Linked DNA regions of Mus musculus: region 1 is linked to region 2. A link is a contact called in public HiChIP or PLAC-seq data. All regions are on one chromosome and are shown on one strand. Each heading gives the region's core, a stretch centred on a gene start, on an enhancer-like site or on the middle of the called end of the contact. The rest is flanking DNA. Distances are from core to core; before and after follow the strand shown. Region 1 has its middle 8.3 kb from the start of Ifna15. Region 2 overlaps Focad (focadhesin).

The links. HiChIP or PLAC-seq counts read pairs in DNA pulled down with a chosen protein or histone mark.
Region 1: a contact with region 2 is called in a RAD21 HiChIP or PLAC-seq map of pro-B cells, with 2.8 times the contacts expected there. The contact joins two enhancer-like sites. A contact is called at or near these places in 2 of 15 datasets of contacts at CTCF or cohesin (the NIH/3T3 cell line and pro-B cells), 2 of 484 Hi-C or Micro-C datasets (brain and embryonic stem cells), 4 of 115 datasets of contacts at active chromatin or transcription factors (the NIH/3T3 cell line, astrocytes, bone marrow-derived macrophages and 1 more) and 2 of 9 other capture datasets (adipose tissue and liver).

Annotation. Positions count from the first base shown.
Region 1 is chr4:88,547,367-88,552,439 of GRCm38.p6, forward strand. No RefSeq gene overlaps it. Among named protein-coding and RNA genes, the nearest start is that of Ifna15, 8.3 kb to the right of the region's middle. Within about 2 kb of position 3,020, at least 74 of the 459 cell types and tissues checked have an H3K27ac peak or open chromatin away from gene starts, as enhancers often do. A contact at or near this core is called in bone marrow-derived macrophages and pro-B cells, where this site is marked.
Region 2 is chr4:88,165,672-88,171,449 of GRCm38.p6, forward strand. Focad (focadhesin) reads left to right here. Exons shown (of 44, transcript NM_001081184.1): 6 at 4,236-4,337. Among named protein-coding and RNA genes, the nearest start is that of Mir491, 47 kb to the left of the region's middle. Within about 2 kb of position 1,515, at least 62 of the 459 cell types and tissues checked have an H3K27ac peak or open chromatin away from gene starts, as enhancers often do. A contact at or near this core is called in bone marrow-derived macrophages and pro-B cells, where this site is marked.

The DNA.
Region 1 (5,073 bases), core at 1,770-4,269, 380 kb after region 2:
AAGTCACCACAATGATAATATACTTCACACTTGAAAAACATTTTGACTATTGTCACTCTCAGGAAATGCTAGCTGTCTCGGGGCATGGTTTTTCTGATTTAACCATAGTACAAGGTGTATGTGATGACATCACCTCGTACCCCACACCAAGGGCAAATCTCATGTGTCAGTTCCAGAAATGTTTGAAATCGTGACCTCAATGCTGACAAGGTTTCTTTGATGAAGAGGATTGCTCATGGAGTCCTATCTGCTTCAAGTGAATCTGTGAAGAAAACAGAGAAAACCTCAAGCAAATACCGCCATGTACTTCTGGACCAAGTGACAATTCCCTGAGAGGAGCTCCAGGGGCTTCTTCAGGGGGACTCTAGAGGAAGTGCTACATCACTGGAGTTGATTACCTGTGTGGATCGTTGCCTGAGAACGTCCAGTGAGCCATGATTGGTGTGGGGGGGGGGGGGCCGGCGGGAGGTGTGACCATCCTGACCATGTGTCTAAGTTTTTAATAAAAAAAAATGAAAAAAAAAGAAAAAAATTGAAAAGTAAAAAAAAAAATGTAAATATTGAAACTGGAAAAAAATCTTCCAGGGGAAATACATAGAGAATTATTTTTTTTTTATTTTGTGTTTCTTTTAAGCTAAGTGCTATTAAAAAGATGTAAAAAGTTTTTAAAATGTTTATAAAGTAAAAATGTTATACTACACTGAGGTGCTGAGTGAGGTATTGCATTCAGTGTAATACACTGAGTATTACAAAACAGATTTGATGTTGCTTGCATCTGCAGTGTTGGAAAGTCTTCAGGAGCCTACAGTGACATCCCAGGCCTTGGCAGCCACCCACAGTGTCACTGACTCAGAGCAACTGTGTTACTAAATGTGTCATGAATGGCAAACACCTTACAACAGTGTGCTATTTGACATCTCATACGTATATTTAGTGTAATTTTCTATTTGAAGTATGTTTAAGCTTATCAGCCCAAGTACTGACCATTATATTACACCTGCCTTCAGCCTTTAGAGTATTCTGCCCTGCTTTATAGCCAGGAGTGAGAGGCCACTTCCTGCATCCTCAATGTATAGTGGGTTACAGTGTCTAAGTTTGTGTAAGTATACTATGTGACGTTGGGACAAAGACAAAGTCATGAAATTATGCATCCTTTGGGTCTTATTCTCATGCTTAGGTGAAACATGTCTCTGGAACACAGTATACTTAACCTGTCAACAAGACCAAGGGAGTCTTGAAGCATTTGTCTCCCTGAGAGTAAACACCTATCTCACATAAGGCAAGGGCCACAGGATGCCAGTATACTTCTCAACAAAAACTCACATCCCTGGAAGAATAGGAGGGCGTCCTCAAAGGTTCAAAGGGAAAACAAGCAAGATAATAATACAATACCTGGCCAAGATGTCTTTCATAAGTAACAGAGATAAGGAACTGTATTTCATACAAGCACATTGATAAAATACTCTCCTATGGGAATAGCCTACAGGGAACTACTAAGTGGCAACTTTCAAGTTGAGATGTAGCAACATATGAACATTTAAAACTTAACAGTAAAGGTAATATAAATACATATCCATGGTCAAGGTACTCGGATACCATAAGTTAGAGCGTAAAGTCACCACTTTGAATGCTAGTTAAAATGGTAGAAGGGAAGTTAGTAAAAACAACTATGGCTATAATCATTAGTCAGTTGACACACACAGTATAAACAGAAGTAAAATATGATGTCAAGAGCATAGTTTAGGGCTTGATGCGAAAGCAGGGCCTCGTTAAAGGCAATTGAAATTAAGCATCTGTTACATGAAGTGAGCATATCCTAACTATTAGATATTTTATGTAAGCCTTGGGCTAACCAGGAAGAAAGATAAATCAGTAAGAGAGATACAAGGAGAAAGGAAAATACCACAAAGCCTCACTAGGAAGATTGTCACCAACCACAAAGGAAGCCCGCACTGTTAAAAGAAAGAATTACTAAATCCATTAACTGAACTTCAATAGCTGGTATCTCTAAAAATTGGCTATTTGAAGAATTATTTAAAATTTAAGAATTTCAATCCACTGATGTAAAAAATGTAATATGCACTTGAAATGCTTTTTTAAAAAAATAATGAGAATGTATTCACATGACAATGTAATGAACACCTGTGTACCAGCCATTCTGTCTAAAAATAAATAATTTATTGTTAAAAAGGGGGGGAATTAAAAGAATGCAAAACGAGATATGCCAATTTTCTGCTACTCTTACACAACGGATTATTTTACTTAGCATTAAAAGTAAAATCATAAAATTTGCGTGTATACTGATGGGGCTAAAGAAAAGTTATTTAAAGTGAGGTAACTCAGGCAGAAAGACAAATATATACTTGTATGTAGATATTAGCTGTTAAAATAATATTAACCAAGCTATTATAACCAGTAGAACTGCAAGAATAGGTATGCAGCAAGGGATTGGGGAAACATAGATCTCCTTGGAAAGGGGAATAGAATAGAGAGCTATGGATGAATGGTGAATGGTGGTGTGTGTGTGTGTGTGTGTGTGTGTGTGTGTGTGTGTGTAGAATGGAAGGATCAAGTTGGGGAAGGGTAAATAGGGGAATGAGTGACGGGAGATGGGGAGAAGACAGCTAAATTAAGGCCCATTTGATAGTATGGGGGCAATATAGTAGAAGCTTCCTAAAATATTTACATATATGAAGGCAACCTAAATGAAATCGCCAAATAATGGGGGAAACGGGGCCCCAAATGGACATCTCCACCCATATGTGCTAGCATCTTTGGTACAGGAAAGTATTATGTATGCGCAAAGGAAAACAGTAAAACACCAACCCAGCTACAACTCCTTTGATCTATGGTGTCCGCCAGCAAGCTCTGTTAGTACAATGGTGGCACGGAGCTTGTGAGAGTAACCAACCAGTATCTGATTTGACTTATGGACTGACACTCAAGCAAGCTCTGGCTCCTAGGACGTAGGCTCAGTCAGGTGACGCGCAGTCAGCAGGGGGCGCGCTCCCATTCACTGCTCAAGGATGCAAACCCAACGATTCCTTTCACTTTCGGATCTTCACGTCACTCTGACTGGGCATTCAACTCCACCCCCAAAATATTCCTCGAGACACAAATTCAAAACTGTGTAGAGCAGTTTTTTGTTTTTGTTTTTTTGTTTTATTAAGAACTTTTGCTTTTCATTCTTCATAGAGACAGAAAACTAAAACTACAAAGAGAAGAGAAACACCTGCCACCTGCGGGACAAGCAGAGAGTGGAGGCAGGAGAATTACTGTGGCTTTGGCTGGATTCTGAAATGGATTCTGCGAAGCTGGAGGGGCTCAAATGGGAGGGATAGCAGCCCTGCAGTGCGGCTCCCAGCTGCTCCTGTGACAGAGGAAGTTTGACCTTTTCCAGGACTTGTCCCAAAGGTCTACGGAATTTCTCTTTTGGACAAGAACGGACGGCAATGCTCCATCAATAAGCACTGTTCTGGAGGTCTGAAAAACTCAGTAGAAGGCACGTTGACTGCCACAAGATCATCCTATGTGCCTTGATTGGCCTTGAACGCTATAGTCTCTCCCGGGCGCTGGGAATAAGGCATGTGCTGGCATAGCCTGCCTGGGTTTCTGTTACCAATTACTTTAAGTCTGAGTGTATATGGTTATTAAGTTATTTCTCTTGACAGTCTTCTTTATCAATGGTTGCTGTTATATAGCGTGCATAATAGTATTTCTCTGCTTAATATGCTGTTTTGTTCTTTATTCTGTGAGGAAGATTCTTTCTTATTTTTTTTTTTCATCCATTTGACCATATATCTTACTCCTTGATTTATCTTAAAATTCGCCAGGTGCAATTAGTACTATTGAATGATTAACTAAAGCTCTCCACTGCACACCAGTTCTAAAGTCACAGTGTTAAAACACGGTGTCTTAGTTCAGGTTACCATTGCTATGATGAAACACTGTGACCAAAACGAACTTGGGGAGGAAAGGCTTTATCTGGCTACTGCATCCTGAATCTGTTGAGGGGAGCGAAGGCAGGAACTCAGAGAAGCAGGAATCTGGAGGCAGAGACTAATGCAGTCCACGGTGGAGCGTTCCTTTCTGACTTGATCCTCACAACCTGATCAGCATGATTTCTTAGAGAACCCATAGGAATTATTAGACACTTTCGGTGATGAGCAATAAGTGAACAGAGAACATGTTTACTAACCACACTAATAAATGAGATAATGTGGAAAATACTGTATTATCAGCAGGCAAGATGTACCAGAGGATAGACATGGGGGGAAATAAAATCAAATATTCCAGGAATGGCGGACACTAACAGAAAGCAATGTACGTTTTACTATCCTAGATGGAAAACCCTGGTAGAATACAAGATTGAATGTTGAAACATTTGTACTGAATGTACTTCAAGTCAGAAAGAAATAAGGTTAGGGAGAGGCTTAGTCCTCTGATATAAACATTCCATCATCAAAAGAAGAAACAAACTCAGAACTAAGAACCACACAGCTCTTGGTACACAGGTAAAGTAAAAACAAAACAAAACAAAACAAGAACAGCAAGAACAACGACACCAGCCCAGACATCAGTCAAAACACCACTAGTTTTTAGAAAATGTATATAGCAAGGATTAGAAATTAGTCATGAATAAATTATGCAAAAGACCAACACAAAGTCTGTAATGATTCATGAGGAGCCTAACAGTAATGTTTAAAAACAGAACTGAATTTGAAAAGCAAATACTTATTGAAGCTTATTGTAGAGTAATATTAATTAGCATATCAACAGGTTAACTATACTTTGGAAATTAAATAATTATTTAAATACAATGCTTTAAACGTTTGTGGATTCGTACTAATATGCCTGGTATTTGTTTTCAGAAAACGTATCTAAAGACAGAAAAAGAACCTTCTGGAGACATTAATCCACATTCTTCTCTAGGAGCCACTTCCCCAGATCCCCTCTCCCACCCAGGTCTCTCCCTCCATCTGCCTTCCATGATCACTCCATCTCCCTTCCAAGTGAGACTCAAGCACCCTTGCTTGTGCCCTCCTTACTGTCCAGCCTCTTTGGGTCTGTAGA
Region 2 (5,778 bases), core at 265-2,764:
TCCCTCCCTCCCCCTCCCTCCCTTCTCCCTCCCTCCCTCCCTCCCTCCCTCTCCCCTTCTCTGTCTCTCTCCTTCTCTCTCCCTCCCCCACTCTGGTACTTCCCAATTAAATTTTTGGAGTTTAAATTGTGTATCCTTTCAAATGCCTGGAACTTTCTCATTTGAATACATGTTAAAGAAAGAAGTTGAATGGCTAACAAACAACAAGTGAGAGGAAGAAAGAAAAAATTTGAATAATCCATAAATTTAATAATCAAATCTTGAATATATCAAGAGTGAACTATACTCAGCCTTATGACATTTTTCATGCTCTAATTATAATATTTTTGATAGGATAATAACTTCATTTTCTGTCATACTCAAATTAGCATCTGTATTCTCTAATGATGTTTATTTTAGAATAAGACTTATTTTGTAAAGGAATAATTTTACGTTTTTCCCCCACTTTAAGCCTTTTCAGTTTTCTTGTGCATCCAATGCTAATTTTTGTTAAGCGTATTTCCATAAGAAATGTAAGTTTTTGGTCATGATTGATGACTTTCAGTGCTGTTTAAGTTAAAGCCCGGTCGGCTTTGTGCTTCGCTTTGCACTTGCTGTGGACTTCAGGTAGTGATTCTGAACCAGAGGCAGTTTCACCCCAACGAGGACATTAGGCAGAGTCAGAGGACACGTTTGATTGTCAGTACTTGGAGGAAGTTTAAGAGCTCCTGGTGGAGGAGGCTAGGTTGCTGTTGATCAAGCTTTGCCCCTGCTGTGAAGACTGTCTATATAACACGCCAGTAGTGCTAAGAGGCAGTCAGTCTCATGCATGGAAGTGGTGCAGTTTGTTTAATTAAGATATATCCATTCTATTATGTGAGTGTAAGCCTTTGTGTATTATTTTTTACGTGTATTCACATATCAATTTGATGATTCACAAGGGAAAATTTAGCTTTTTGGTTTATTATGCTTAAAAACAAAACTTTGGCAACTATAATTGATTTTAGGTTATTTGTGTTGTTTGAAAAAGTATAATATTCGTAATCCAAACCTAATCAATAAGAGTCAATGTTTGCATTTTTTATGCCACTTCTTTCAAGGTTATCAGCCTCTTGTAATCAGTATCATACGTTACTTTTTACAGTATTGTCACTTAGAATGCATTCAATTTCCTGGAGAAATTAATTATCTAGAGGTCTAAATCAGTAATTAATTTGGACCTTTATTCTCGTATATTCTACTCAATCTAATCTTTAGGGATTAACTTTGAGATGCTAACTGGAATTGACTGAATCCAGTAGCTGGTGAAATAGACCCTTTCATTTCCTGCAACAAAGTGAATGGTTCCTTCTATTCTGAGTGTAACAAAGCTGTGTCAGATGAGAGCTGGTTGCATATGTGTGTAATTTCTACTACTTTAAGATGACTGTGTTTTATTTCTGTTGACCTGGTTTAATTTGAATGTGTTGTCAAGGGGAGATCTGTCATTGTTATCTTGTTGGGGTAGGAGAGACAGGAAGAGGAATGAAGATGAGAGGGTTAATAAGAGGCAGTGGGGTTTTGGGGGAAACAGGAAGAGGAGAGGCCAGGTTGGGCAAGGAGCTGGTTTCTCTTTCTTTTTCTTTTTTTAGAGTTTATTTTATGCGCAATGGTATTTTGCCTGTATGTTTGGCATGAGTGGGTGCCAGATGGCCTGGAACTGGAGTTGCGGACGTTGTGAGCTGCCATGGGTTGCTGGGAATTGAACCCAGGCCCACTTGAAGAGCAGCCGGTGCTCTGAACCACTTAGCCATCTCTGCAAGAGCCGACTTCTAAGAGAGGAATTGGAAATCATTTCAGAGCTTAGTGATTACATAAAAGCTTGGTTGTAAATTTTTCAGATTATCTTCTTAAGTAGTCATGAACGCCACCCTTAGCTGGAGGGTTAGTGACTGGTCCTGTACAAAACTCCTTACACCAGCATGCTTATCAGAAGAGCACATAGGGGCAGTAACTGCTGTTAGTGTTCAAGACCTTATCCTGCTGTGATGTGCTGAGTGGCATTTAGGACTTGGGAGTATTTGGACTTCGTATCTCTGACACCCAGGATGGAAGGTGATTCTGGATAGCTTTACTTGCCAAAGAGTTTGGGATTGATATACATGATTTTGATGTGAGTTTTGAGGCTTGGTGTAAAAGGTTGGGTGGAACTACCTCTTAGCAATGACCTTAATCTGGCAGTCAGAAATAGCCTGTGTGTTAATGAGCAAGCTGCTGGCCTATGAGATAAGATCTACTAAAATTTGTTCTTTGTAAAAGAGTATAAACAGAAATATTCCTACCCTTGACTTCCTTCTTCAGAGGTTTTTATTTTCATTTTTTCCCTTTGTAGCAGCTTTCAGAGTGTGGAACATATTAGAATCACCTAGAGAGTTTTGAAAAGTTGCTTATGCATGAACACTATTCCTAGCAACCCCAAGGTAACTGAGGCTTCGGCATTGGGTGAGAGCTACACTCTGACCTATATTTCATGCCAGGGCTTTAGTAGATCTGCATGGGCTACGGGGATCTGTGTTTCACACTTTCTAGGTAATGATGCTGATATGCTGGAAAACCCACCATGCTTTAAGAACCAAGAAGAGCCATGGTCCATGCTGGTAGAGTATATGCAGAGGCAGGAGGATTATGATTCTGAGTTCAGGCTGGGTTAGACCTTTACAAGGCTGCTGAGATGACGGCTGAGTGGGTAAAAGCTCTTGCAAGCCCGATGGCCTGAGTTCATTCCTAGAACCCACGTGAAAAGTCAGATGTGGGAGAGTGTATCGGAATTCACACTGCTATGTGGAGATGGGAATTGGAGACAGACTTGCCTGGAAGGTACTTCACTGCAGAGCCGGCAGGATACTCTGCAGCCAGCAGGACACTCTGCAGTCCGAGCAAGAGAGTAAGGCAAGAGCCGACTCTCAAAAGTTCTCTCGTGGCTTCCACACATGCTGTGTGGTACAATAAACAGACAGATAAGCAAACAAACAAACATTTAAAAGGAATCAGGAGGGTTGTTCCTAGGAAGTTGCTTGCATCCTGCAGGTGTGACTCAGTGGTAAAGAGCTCGTTTGCCCAGCATGGGAGACCCTTGGCCTGATCCCTGGCATTGCACAGATAAGTCCTAAGAAATATTCATCTGTATCCACTTGCTACCAAGCCTGATGACTTGAATTCAATCCCTTGAACCCACGTGGTGGAAGGGGACCTAACTCCCAAGAGCTGTCCTGTGATTTTCACATTCAGTCCATGGTGCCTTTCTCCCCCAAATGCATAAATAAATATAAAATAAAAACAAAAAACAAAAAGCAAAACCCCTTGGTACATTTACAACTATAATTAGGATTTTGAACTCTTGAAAAGAATCTGTTATGCTTTTTTATTCTTCCTAAAGCTCCATTCTCTGAGAATCCTCCAGATTTCAGATTCTCTGTTTAATAAAGCCTTTTTAGATATCTTAATGGAAATAGGCCAAGTACTACAAATCCCTGTACAACAGTGGTTTGAAAGCATTTTCAGCTTGGAAGCTTTCTTATTTGAGATGGGAGGAATATTGTCTTTTCCTTTATACTAAATATGCTGGAAGACACAGAACTGTGCATGTACTGAGACTCTAGAAAAAAATGAGGATGAACCAGGGAGATGCCTCAGTGCTAGGAGCACTGGTCGCTCTTACAGAGGATTGGTGACTCAGTTCCTAGCACTCACATTGAGGCTAACCATCTATAATTCCAGAGCCAGGGGATTCAGTGCCATTTTCTGGCTTCTAGACACTGGATGCTCGTGATGCACAGACATACATGAAATAAAAATAAACAAGGTAAAAGTAACCAAGAGCAGAAGATACAGTTTGCTTATGAGCTAGCCTAATGTGAGAGGGACAGACAAGTTACTTGCATGGGAAAGGGCAGTAGGAGGAGGAATGAGGACATCAAAGGGTAGTTTGGAGAGAGCTACTGGATTTAGGAAATGGGCTGAAGTCTGAGCTATTAAATTTTTTAATTTAGATCTCTTGAGACTCTGGATCTATTTTCTTTTCAGGAGAAGAATTAGATAAAATGCAGGAAAAGTCATTTCTCATGAACCACCTCCCCAGCTCAGGAAGTGATAGTTTTATGATTATAGATCCTGGGAAATGTCTGTAGCTGGTGTTGGCTTCTTGCTGCTATATTTGGATAGAGAGAATGCGTGCTCCTGAAATGACAGCTAACAATACGATTTCCTGTGTTTCTCAGAAATCCTCCTCAGCCTTTGATCACCGTGCTTGAGCACAGGCCTGATTGCTGGCCACTACTCCTGCAGCAGCTGACAGCTTTTTTCCAGCAATGCCCTGAAAGGTAACGTAAAATAAAATAAATGAAGGACACAGAATGGGGTGTGCTAATTTTAGAGCTGGAGCCCTGTGTTGTGCTCTTATTAGCTGCTGTGACTATGAAGTTCTTAAGGAGAAGAAATGTTCTAGAGCTGGTTGTACGTTCTCTTTTCTTTTTAGCAGTAAGAGAACATGATCTGCCAGGCTTATTGGTTGTTGAACCGTCAGTAGAGAATAATTGCCTACCTCTGTTGAATTTTGTCCCCTTCCCTGACTAAGCCTACTGTTTTACATTTTCCTCTACATTTTGATCCTCATCCTTGCTTGTTGCAGGTGCTGAGGTGTCTCTCTTTTGTGTCCCCACAACAACTTGCAGTTTGATTTGTAACATTATTAATCTTATTCTTGGTTTTATTCCCTGCTATCCACTTGAAAACCTTCTGGAGGATCCTCTTCCGTCATCTTCGTAATGCTCAGGCATTTATAGGTGCCTTAAAAAAATGTCAAAGTTTTGAGAACAAAGCACACGAATGGGTTGAAGATTATCTTACCATAGAGACATTCAGACTTCAGCCCCTTGTAATCAGTTGCAAGAACGTGGTCCAAAATTGTCTTTACCTTAAATGGGTTTTCACTGGTATGATATTACTAGTTACTAGATAAACTTTTCTACAACTCTGCCAGAACAAACAAAACCCCAAATGAATTCATAAGTATATTGACTTCATGAAATTTCTTTGAGTCATTATAACATTGTTTTAGATTTCTTTATAACCTCCCCACTCTATTTGAGATACTGTGGTACCAAATAACCTTGGCTAGCTTGAACATCATTGTGTAGATCAGGCTGGCCTTGAACTCAGTTCTCCTTGACTCTGACTCCTGAGTACTGGGATTTAATGTATGTGCTCTCATGCTGGCCCTGAAAAGGGTAATTTCAATGATTAATTTGGACTATGGGGTTGTGCTTTGCAAGATGGAATTGAAAATTCTGGTTGTACTGTCAGATCTAACTTAGGAGCAGTAACTTTTAAGTTGTTTAGAAGGTAATACAGGTAGGTTGGTAATTTACTAAGAACAGGAGCAGTTCTTCACTCTTGTGTGATAGAGGCAAAATGTAAAGACAGTCTGTTCTTTCCATGGTAGGAATTATTGATTAAACTAGATACTTAAGTGAGACATACTGAACTGTATGGGCAGTATTTGTAGCAAGTTTTACTTTGATTTATTGAAAGCCTGTGTTGTGATTTTATCTTCACTGAGAATTCTATACATTAACATCGTTGTGGAATTTAGGTTGAGAACCTTAAGGTTGTTAACCTAGCACATGGGTTTGAGAACGAGGGTCCGGAGAGAACATGGCCTATTCCAGGCCAACTGAATGTTGGAGGCAGAGGTGGGCTTGCAGCCTTATTGCTTGTCTCCATCTTGGCTATTGTCTACCATGTCTTCTGTAGTGGGAAGCA